Linked DNA regions of Gossypium hirsutum: region 2 is linked to region 1. Evidence: chromatin contacts called from public Hi-C data. All regions are on one chromosome and are shown on one strand. The core of a region is the stretch at or near the end of the contact, and the rest is flanking DNA. Distances in the headings are between cores, read along the strand shown.

Evidence for each region. A called contact is a pair of places that touch in the nucleus more often than the background predicts.
Region 2: a contact with region 1 is called in a Hi-C map of leaf, with 1.8 times the contacts expected there. The contact joins the enhancer-like site here to the promoter of LOC107910106 in region 1. A contact is called at or near these places in 3 of 34 Hi-C or Micro-C datasets (callus and leaf).

Annotation. Positions count from the first base shown.
Region 1 is chrD08:46,418,689-46,423,941 of Gossypium_hirsutum_v2.1, reverse strand. It overlaps LOC107910106 (sucrose synthase 2), which reads left to right and starts at 2,405. Exons shown (of 15, transcript NM_001327032.1): 1 at 2,405-2,513; 2 at 2,676-2,808; 3 at 3,321-3,472; 4 at 3,601-3,793; 5 at 4,008-4,126; 6 at 4,272-4,488; 7 at 4,579-4,674; 8 at 4,771-4,944; 9 at 5,126-5,242. The coding sequence starts at 2,416.
Region 2 is chrD08:46,549,361-46,554,361 of Gossypium_hirsutum_v2.1, reverse strand. No RefSeq gene overlaps it. Among protein-coding and RNA genes, the nearest start is that of LOC107950413, 14 kb to the left of the region's middle. Within about 2 kb of position 1,256, at least 4 of the 9 cell types and tissues checked have an H3K27ac peak or open chromatin away from gene starts, as enhancers often do. A contact at or near this core is called in leaf, where this site is marked.

The DNA.
Region 1 (5,253 bases), core at 1,156-3,655:
GTAATGTGACATAGTACATATTATATTATAAAAATAGTATACATATACTTTTAAGGACATATAATATATATCAATTGTTATATAATTAAACTGGGAATGTTTAATAATTATTATAACAATATGACATTACAATGTGCATTCTTCTATTAATGATGTGTAACCTAAACCTTAAACATATAATTAATTTTTGGGTAAACTATTAAAATAGTCACTTTTGTTTACCTCAAATTACATTTTAGTCACTTACGTAAACGTGTTGTAACTTTTTAATCACTGAGTCGTTAATTGTCGTTAACGTGTAACGATAAGCTGACGTGACACGTTAAATCGTCATTTCAAACAAAAATTTTAAGTTAAATTATACAATTGGTCCCCATATTTTTTCGTTTTGAGCATTTTTTTCTTTTATGTTCTTTTAACTTTCTTTTTTTCTTTATTTTCCATTCTCTTCTGCTTCTCCCTTTGTTTTCCTCCCTTCTCCCTTTGTTTTAAATTAATGTTCTTTATTTTCCATTTGTTAAAACTAGTCCCTATACTTTTAATTTTTTGAACAATTTAATTTTTAATTTTTACTTCTTTATTTTCCTTTTCTTCTTCCTCTTTAGTTTTAACAAATAGAAAACATAAAAAAATTATATTAAAATAGATGGAGAAGGGAGGAAAATAGAAGAAGTAGAAAAGAATGAAAAATAAAGAAAAAAAATGAAAGTTAAAAGAACATAAAAGAAAAAAAATTAAATTGCTCAAAACGAAAAAAATTATGGGGGCCAATTGTATAATTTAACGTAGAATTTTTGTTTGAAATGATGATTTACTGTGTCACGTCAGCTTACCATTACACCATTAACAACAATTAACGGTTCAGTGACTAAAATGTTACAACACATTAACGTAAGTGACTAAAACGTAACATTTTAGACATAAGTGACTAAAAGATAGCCTATGATAAACAAAAGTGACTATTTTGATAGTTTACTCTTAATTTTATGGTATACTATAATATATACAATATATAATTAAGGTATATTAGTTATGTATATTATGATAGCATAATTGTATATAAGGTTACATATCAAATTTTATTTGGCATGTCAACTAGAAATAACATCGCCATATGTCAAATTCTACCGAATTGGTAAAAAATCTTTCTCAAGGATCCCCTCTACTAATAAAGAATGTAAGAAAAGAGAAACAAACGAAAAAGAGTGGTTTATTTGAAATTAAGATTGGTTCGTAAAAAAGTTTTTTTTTTATGTAGGAGTGAGTCTAGTTGATGTAAGAGGATCCTAGCCTATATACAATTAATTACATATTTAAGGTTTAGATTGCATTTCGTTAATAGAAATATGCACATTGTAATATCATAATGTTATAATAATTATTTTACATTCATAATTTAATTATATAACAATTAATATATTATATGCCATTAAACATGTATGTATACAATTTTACATTATATAATATATCATAATATTTATTTTAATTATATAAATATTATTGTTTTTGTTATAAAAAATTAACTAATTGAATTGATCAAATAATAAAAGGGATAATTGTAAATCTAAAAATTTTGATGACTCTATCTTTTTGTTCACAAAAGAATAAGACTGAAGAGAAGCTATATGAGATTTAATAGAATAAGATGTTAAATGGGATATATTTTTTGATAAATTATTTTTAAACATATTTAAATTCATTATTAATGATTTAAATACTATATTAAATTTTATTATTAATTATTTGATTTAATTTTAAAAATCATGAGAATTAGCTTTGATAATAAAAGCATAGTTTTAATCGTCAAAGATGGTGTATTTAAATCCCACATTAAATAAAATTTTATATATTTTGTAATTAATGTGTCAAATTTTTAAGTAAATTTATAGATTCTAGAATTTACAAATATCCTATAGGCTCCTAATTTCAAGCACAATTTTAATATATTTTAGTGGAGTCAATTTGTCTTACTTTTATTATCTTACGTTGTTTTTGAAGAAACGTAAGGGAAATGAACCTTCTCTTCTATCCAATTTGGCATCAAATAATTATTCGTTCTATTACATTCTTACCAATAAAAATGGCAAAAATCAAACATCTGAATAATTGAGGGACTAAATAATCAAATTATCCAATTTTGTTTCAACATCATGATGCGGCAACTTGGACTTTCGCCTTCAGTACAAATGATTTCAACGTGTCGCAAATCCAATGAACAAAGAGTAAAACCATTAGCTGCGTCCGTCATCCCCTCACTGCGCTGATCTATATTATTATATATGTAACCGCAGCGATTGCCTCAAAGCTCACTCAAACTCACCGATTTCTCATAAAAACTCTTTTTCACTTTTTTTTCTTTCCAATCAATAGTAGTTCACTTCAACAGCAGTAACAGAGTAGATACGAAGTTTAACGATGGCGAATCCTAAGCTCGGTCGAAGTCCTAGCATGAGGGACCGCGTGGAGGACACGCTTTCTGCTCATCGTAACGAGCTCGTTGCTCTTCTCTCCAGGTGCGCTCTTCCGCGATTTTACAGTTCCTATCACCTTGTTCTATTTTCTTTTCCGAATTTTAAATTTTGTAGTCTCTATTTGGTTTATGGGAAAACGATGAAAAGTAAAAGGAAAGGAAAGGAAGATATGTTACTGAAGTTTAGGGTTGTGGAATTTTGAAGGTACGTGGCGCAGGGAAAAGGAATACTGCAACCGCATACTTTGATCGATGAACTGGAAAATGTTGTAGGCGACGACAAAGCTAGAGAGAAGCTAAGTGATGGTCCCTTTAGCGAAGTCCTTAAATCTGCACAGGTCATTTCCCCCCTTAATTATCGTATTAATTTTTAAGATATTGTTAGCTTTTATATATTAAAAAGGATAAACGACTTTTTTAGATGTTTATTTAATTTTCGTCCGTGATTCATGAGGCAGTAAATAAAGTATCTAATACTTTTTAAATGCTTAATTGTTTTTTCAGCTAAAATATTTTTGTACTATTTAGTTTCAGTTGAACTTTTAGGTTTTTTTTTTAATTTTTTTATTTTTAAGATTCTGTTTTCCTGAATTTACTCTAATTCAATTTACAAATGAATTTCTGGATGTGTTTTATGTTCTTTCCTTACCTCGATGCTGCGTCTTTAAAGGAGTGTACGTAAACTGAAGTTTAGTAGTAATGCTATTTAATTTTCACGCCTAACTTTCAGCCTTTGTACTAGGTAAGCTTTTAACGTCTGCCAAATGGAATATGTACGGTCTCGATTATGTTATTGTATTTAATATACTAAATTGTTGGGTTTTTCTTTTTTCTTTTTTAATAACTACAGGAGGCCATAATTCTGCCTCCATACGTGGCTATAGCAATTCGCCCAAGACCTGGTGTTTGGGAATACGTACGAGTCAATGTTCACGAACTCAGCGTGGAGCAACTGGATGTGTCCGAATATCTTCGCTTCAAAGAAGCACTTGCAGATGTGGGGTAAGCTTATTTTCTGTTCTTTGTAAGTTGCGTTTATTGTTTCTTTGAAGTCAATAGATTCAAAGTACTTGGTTATGTATGTCCTACCTCATAACTCATTGAGATTTTTCTTTTTACACATTGCGTAGGGAGGACAACCATTTTGTGCTTGAGCTTGATTTTGAGCCATTCAATGCATCCTTTCCTCGGCCCAACCGCTCTTCATCCATTGGCAATGGCGTTCAATTCCTCAACCGTCACCTGTCTTCAAACATGTTCCGTAACAAAGATTCTTTGGAGCCTTTACTTAATTTCCTGAGAGCCCACAAATATAAAGGGCATGTAAGTAATCATCAGAGGGGTTTCCTTTAAACCCCTTACCATAGTTGCAACTTCACTAGTTATGTGTTATGTTCCTTTAGATTTTAGGAAAAGAAAATTTTGCCTTGTTTTATGTGTGGTGACGCATTTACAGCTTTGGAAAGGCATATGTGGGAGTATCTATTTTGTGATGAAATTCTCATAACAAGATAAACTAATGAAGCTTTCTCTGTAGGCATTGATGTTGAATGATCGGATACAGAGTATACCCCGACTTCAAGCTGCTCTGGCTAAGGCAGAAGATCATCTTGCTAAGCTTTCATCTGATGCACCATATTCTGAGTTTGAATACGAGTGAGTTTCTATTTCTGTTCTATTTGTATATAGATTAAATACATACATATAGATTTGTTTCAAGGAGTCTATCAGCATATTGGTAGTGGCAGAGCAATAAAGTTGTTGACATCTCTGTCTGTTTTTCCTTGTTTTATGAATGCAGATTACAAGGAATGGGTTTTGAGAGAGGATGGGGAGATACTGCAGCTCATGTTCTGGAGACGATGCATCTTCTCTTGGACATCCTTCAGGCTCCTGATCCCTCTATATTAGAGACATTCCTTGGGAGAGTGCCTATGGTGTTTAATGTTGTCATTCTGTCTCCACATGGATACTTTGGGCAAGCAAATGTATTAGGTTTGCCCGACACTGGTGGTCAGGTTTGTAGTGAATCTGATATTTAACGTGTAGGATAATGTATATGTAACTATCTTCATTTAAGATCTCCATTTTTCTTATTTAATGTGTAGGTTGTTTATATACTGGACCAAGTGCGAGCCTTAGAGAATGAAATGCTTCTAAGGATAAAGAGGCAAGGACTTGATATTACTCCCAGAATTCTTATTGTAAGTATACTGACTAGATGCCGGATTGCTTTATTTTGTTTTCAACACTTATATTTTGCCTATGTAAATTTGACACATTTTTCCTTGTTGTTCAAGGTGACCAGGTTAATACCTGATGCGAAGGGAACTAATTGCAATCAGCGGCTGGAAAGAGTCAGTGGGACAGAGCATACTCATATTCTGCGAGTTCCTTTTAGGTCAGAACATGGAGTTCTTCGTAAATGGATATCAAGGTTTGATGTATGGCCTTTTCTGGAGACTTATGCGGAGGTAAATCATTTTCCCTTTCAAAGTTTCAAAGGCTATTGATTTTTTTTTTTTGAAGAGAAAATTTTCAACAATCACAACAAATTTAGGAGGACGTTTTCTATGTACTTCTCTATAGGTTCTATCTTTCTTTCTTTCTTAATCTTCTGTCATAACTTGCTTTCCTATTTGTATATCTAATCAGGACGTAGCAAGTGAAATTGCAGCAGAGTTGCAGGGTATTCCAGATTTTATTATAGGAAACTACAGTGACGGAAACCTGGTTGCATCTTTGTTGGCTTACAAAATGGGTGTCACACAGGTTTGTCCCTC
Region 2 (5,001 bases), core at 7-2,506, 130 kb before region 1:
TTTAAACATTAATTATTAATTAAAATTGTTCCTGAAATAATATTTGGAAGATATAAATAATATTTTTAGGATTGTATTTTAATTATTTTCATGTATTTGTATCATTTGTGAGTTTGTTTGTATTATTTAAATTATTTATTTTTGTGGATCCATTAGAAATATTTAAAGGGATTTCACAAATTATATATTATTTTAGTTTTTGATTTGTCAGATTATTGTATTTCATTCGACTATATTTTTAAATTTATTTACATAAATGTTAAAATATAATTATAAGATAAATTTATTTATAATTAATGGTTCACCTTCCAAGTAAAACAGGGGTGTAACATCTAATTATTATCATTTTAAAATTATCTTCTATTAATTTAAAAATATATTATAATTTTAAAATATTATTTTCTATTAATTATAAAAAAAATGGATATATAGATAAATTATGTTGTCATGTGTCGATAGGATAAGTATGCCACATATCAAAAAATTGACAGCTAATGTCAATTGAGACCTTAAGACCTTGTAGTGTATATATATATATATATATATATGATTTGGTCATCTTAATCACAAATTACAATTTAAAAATATTATTATCTTTTATTTTCTTAGCAAAGTAAAAAGAAATTACATTTCAACCAACTGAACCAATCATGAAAAATTTAATAATCCAACTAAGGTATATAATTTTATTTTGGTAAAAAAATCATGGATGTCCCTGTACTAGGTGTCAAATTGTATTTTACTCCCTCTACTAAAAAATGAGCATGTTAATCCTTGTACATTAGATCATAGAGTGAATTGATCCTTTCTGTTAAAAATTTCATTCATTTCTATCATTAAAAATTGGCATGGTTGAAAGAATAACCAAATAGTGACACGCGATGTGCCATGCATACCTTATGCTAACATACATGGACCAATTTTTAACAGTAGAAATGGATAAAGTTTTTAACAGAAGGACCAATTCACTTTGATCAAACATATAGGGACTAATTTGTTAATTTTTTAATAGATGTAGTAAAATACAATTCAAATCCTAATACAAGGACCTCTATGGTACTTTTACCATATTAATCGATTGAAATGCCCTTGAAGAAAAGAGAGTTTAGACTTTGAATAGTAAACCCGTGAAGAGTAAAATATTCGTTTGGGCTTTGCTCCCTCCCAAAGCCCCAAACTGGTAGTATTGAAGCTGGGCTACTGAGATGTTGGGCTGACGCAAGTCAGAGTAAATAATAGAAGCAAGTTGAAAGGGAATATGAGGGAGCCTTTTATACTGGAGGTGTCATTGGTTGCCTGAAAGTGAGTGATGGGCAAGGACTAAGTGATTGGCAGGAGCTATTGTCAGTTATGGAGCTTAGCTATTTTGCTTGGACTTGTGCCTATTCTTTTGGGTTTCATGGGCTTGATATCTATGTGTAGGTAATACATATTTGTTTAATGCTCTAAAACTCACAAGCCCATGAAATCCCTCAATTCAAAACTCTCATCATCTTTCTTTCTCCACGTCTTTTCATTGTAACAAGAAGCAGTTGCTGAAAGTTTTTTAGGCCTTCAAAGCACCTAAAACTACCACCAACTGGACTAGTTTGCTCTGTTAACAAAACTGCCTTTTTCTTCAAATCAAAGTCTCCTTTTCTATTTTCACCTTCAAAAGACTTTGTTTTTTAGTTTGCTGTTTAAGGTACATCTAACTCCATAGTACTCCACCTTACATTCGTTTGTAAAATATAAGTGTTATTGTAGATCAGTAAGAGGGGTGGTTGCACATCTTTTTGAGCAAGGAATCCATGTGAGGGTGGCCAAAACCAAGATTACAAGTATGATCTAATTTGTCCAGTAATGGAGTTAGGTTCTTTGTACCAATCCTAAACATAAACAGTTTCACAACATCAGAATGGAAATTCTCTTTCTTTTGAGTCATAAACCCTAAATATACATAGCTCATTTCTACAATCTCCCAATTTTAAATTACCATATCTTCCACAATCCCAAATTGCTTTTTTTTTCTTTTTCTTATTAATCTATCCCAACTTAAAGTCACTAATTGAACTTAGTATCTGGAGGTAATTGAGCACAAATTCAATCAACCTAATTAAAAACATCCAAAGCTTACAATAAAAAATAACTATAAGAAGATTTATGTGTTTTACCATTTTTAAAATTAAAAATTACCCATCTTCAGTTTCTTTTCTTTTTCATCTATATAGATGTGTGTATGCACACCATTTCATCTATATTCAGTTTAATTTAAGCAATTTGAAGGGCACTTGTATTATGCATGCACAATAATCTCATCTTCTGTAATGATCAGGGAGTTGAAATATGGAAATTTTACTCGCTACACTAAAACATGGAATCCCTTTTTCACATTATTCCTGACTGTATAAGCTTTATTATTTGTCTCTTCGTTTGGGAATAACCGTTTTCCTTTATTATTGTACCAAATCTATCTATACATTTAGTCTTTAAATCTGATTTTTTTTTTAATTTTTTTCCATATTAGTCCCTAAGCTTGCCAACTTTTTTATAATTTTGATCAATACCTAAAAATAAGAATTTTTATATAAAAATTGGGTGATCACATGATACAATCTCAGAGTGGCATTCTTTTAGAATTTTATGTTTACGTTTTGAGGATTTTTTGTTTTCAGGTTTTGAGATTTAGTTTTTATCTCCATCTTTTGTATTCTCATTCTTTTGCCATTATAGTAAAATTATCTTTGCCAGTGGTTTTTCATCCTCTTTGCAGGGGTTTTTTCACGTTAAATTTGTGCGTTCAATTTTTCAATTTCTTCCGCTATTTTTTACTTGTTCATTGCTTAATCGGGTCGATCCTTAACAAGTGGTGTCAAAGCTAGTTCAATTTTCATAGATTAGCCCATTCAGAGATGACAGCAACTAGGTTTGACATTGAGAAGTTTGATGGTGTCACAAATTTAAATCTGTGGCAAGTTCGGATGATGACAAATCTAGTTCAGACCGGCCTGAAAAAGGCTGTTACCGAGAAAAAACCTAAGAATCTAGATTAGACAAAATGGGAAGAGCTTGATGAAAAGGCCCTATCTGTAATCCAGTTGTGCCTTGCGAATAGGGTATTATAGGAGGTATTGATGGAGAAAACCTCATCCCCATTGTGGAAAAGGTTAAAAACTCTTTATGTGACTAAGTCTCTGGCTAACCGTTTAGTGTCGAAACAACGTCTATTTACGTTTCGCATGAACGAAGGTAAGTTTCTTAGAGATCACATTATTCAATTTATTACTCTTTTGAATGATTTAAAGAATGTTGAGGTTAAGATTGACGATGAAGATTAGGGTATACTATTATTGTGCTTTTTACCTCTTCATACAAATCTTTCAGAGAGACTCTGATTTATGGCAGAGACAAACTCTCGTTCGAGGATGTGAAGGGTCATTTGTTGAGTAAATATAAACTCGACAATGAGTTTGGTTCAGATAGAAAGGAAAATAGGCAAGCTTTCATTTTGGTAGCATCAAAGAAGCGAGATAAAATGTGTCGCTATTGTAAGAAGTTAGGTCACATCAAAGCAGATTGTTATAAATTGTGAAATAAAAGGCTGCTGAAAGTAACAAGGAAGATGTAGCTGGTGTTAATTTGGTCGACGAAAGCGGTGATAATTTCTTGTTAGTGTCAACGAGTGATAGTTTCGAGCTTACGTCTGAGTGGATCTTAGATTTAGGATGTTCTTTCCATGTGTCCCAATAGAGAATGGACATATAGTTTGGTTGAAGGTGGAGTTGTGCGCATGGGAAACGATTCATCCAGTAAGGTAATTAGTATTGCTACTGTTAAAATTAGGATGCATGATGGGACGATTAGGGTACTCTCAAATGTCAGGTATGTACCTGATTTACGAAAGAATCACACCTCATTGAGTATTTTAGACTTGAAAGGTTGTAGAGCCAACATTGAGTCGAACGTCATTAAGGTGTCTTGTGGGGCTCTCGTTTTGTTAAAAGGTAAAAGGACCAACAGTCTTTGTATTCTGGAAGGTTCTACAGTGACCAGTAAAACCGGACGTCCCTTGTCCGTTATAGAGTCGAAGTCAACTCGTTTGGAGCGGATGCATCTTGGTCATAGGAGGGAAAATTGTATGACCATGTTGTTGAAGAGAGGTTCTCTTTTAGATGTAGGTTTTGAAAAGTTTGGGCACTATGTTCGTGAAAATCAGACCCGAGTTAGTTTTGGTTTGGAAGTGCACAAGTCAAAGGCTAGAAGTCTTCCAATTTTTAAGCATATATTTGACTCAGTTAATTCCCTACATAGTTCAAGATAGGCCAGTGGTGGCCTTTGACAAATATGACGTTGTGAGAATTCGTGTCAAGGTGGAGGTTATTAGAGTTGTGTAACCCAAATTCCTGTTAAATAAAATAAGATATTGCTTGCAAATAAATTTAAACAAAATATATTTTCTTTCTAGAAGATTTAGTATTTATTAGTATAATATATTTATCATTTATTAGTATAATTTATTTGACCTACGAATTTAGCCTATAAATAGGCTCTTTTACAACTTTAGAAGAAATACTTGTTAAAATTAGAACTCATAACATTTTTTGAGAATTTTGTATTTACGTTTTGAGAGTTCTTTATTTTCGGGTTTTGTAACACCCCTAACCCGTACCCGTCGTCGGATTAGGGTTACGAGGTATTACCGAACAGAACACAGCTAAAAACAGGTATTCATTACATTTCATGCTTCGCAAATCAATCACATCAATACACTTATCCTATTCAATTTTCAAAGCTTAATACTACTATATTCTTATCGTTCGTATATTAAAATTTTCTTTCAAGCTTATAACATTACAAAACATACATCTAGCATATCACAAACATACATTTCCTAAACATACTTCAATACACATGTATATTAAACTTAATAATCAATATGAACCATTTAAAGAAAAATGCATAATTCAAGTCATAGTATACTCAACTTACAATTTCATTAATCAAGTCAATTCACATATGCTT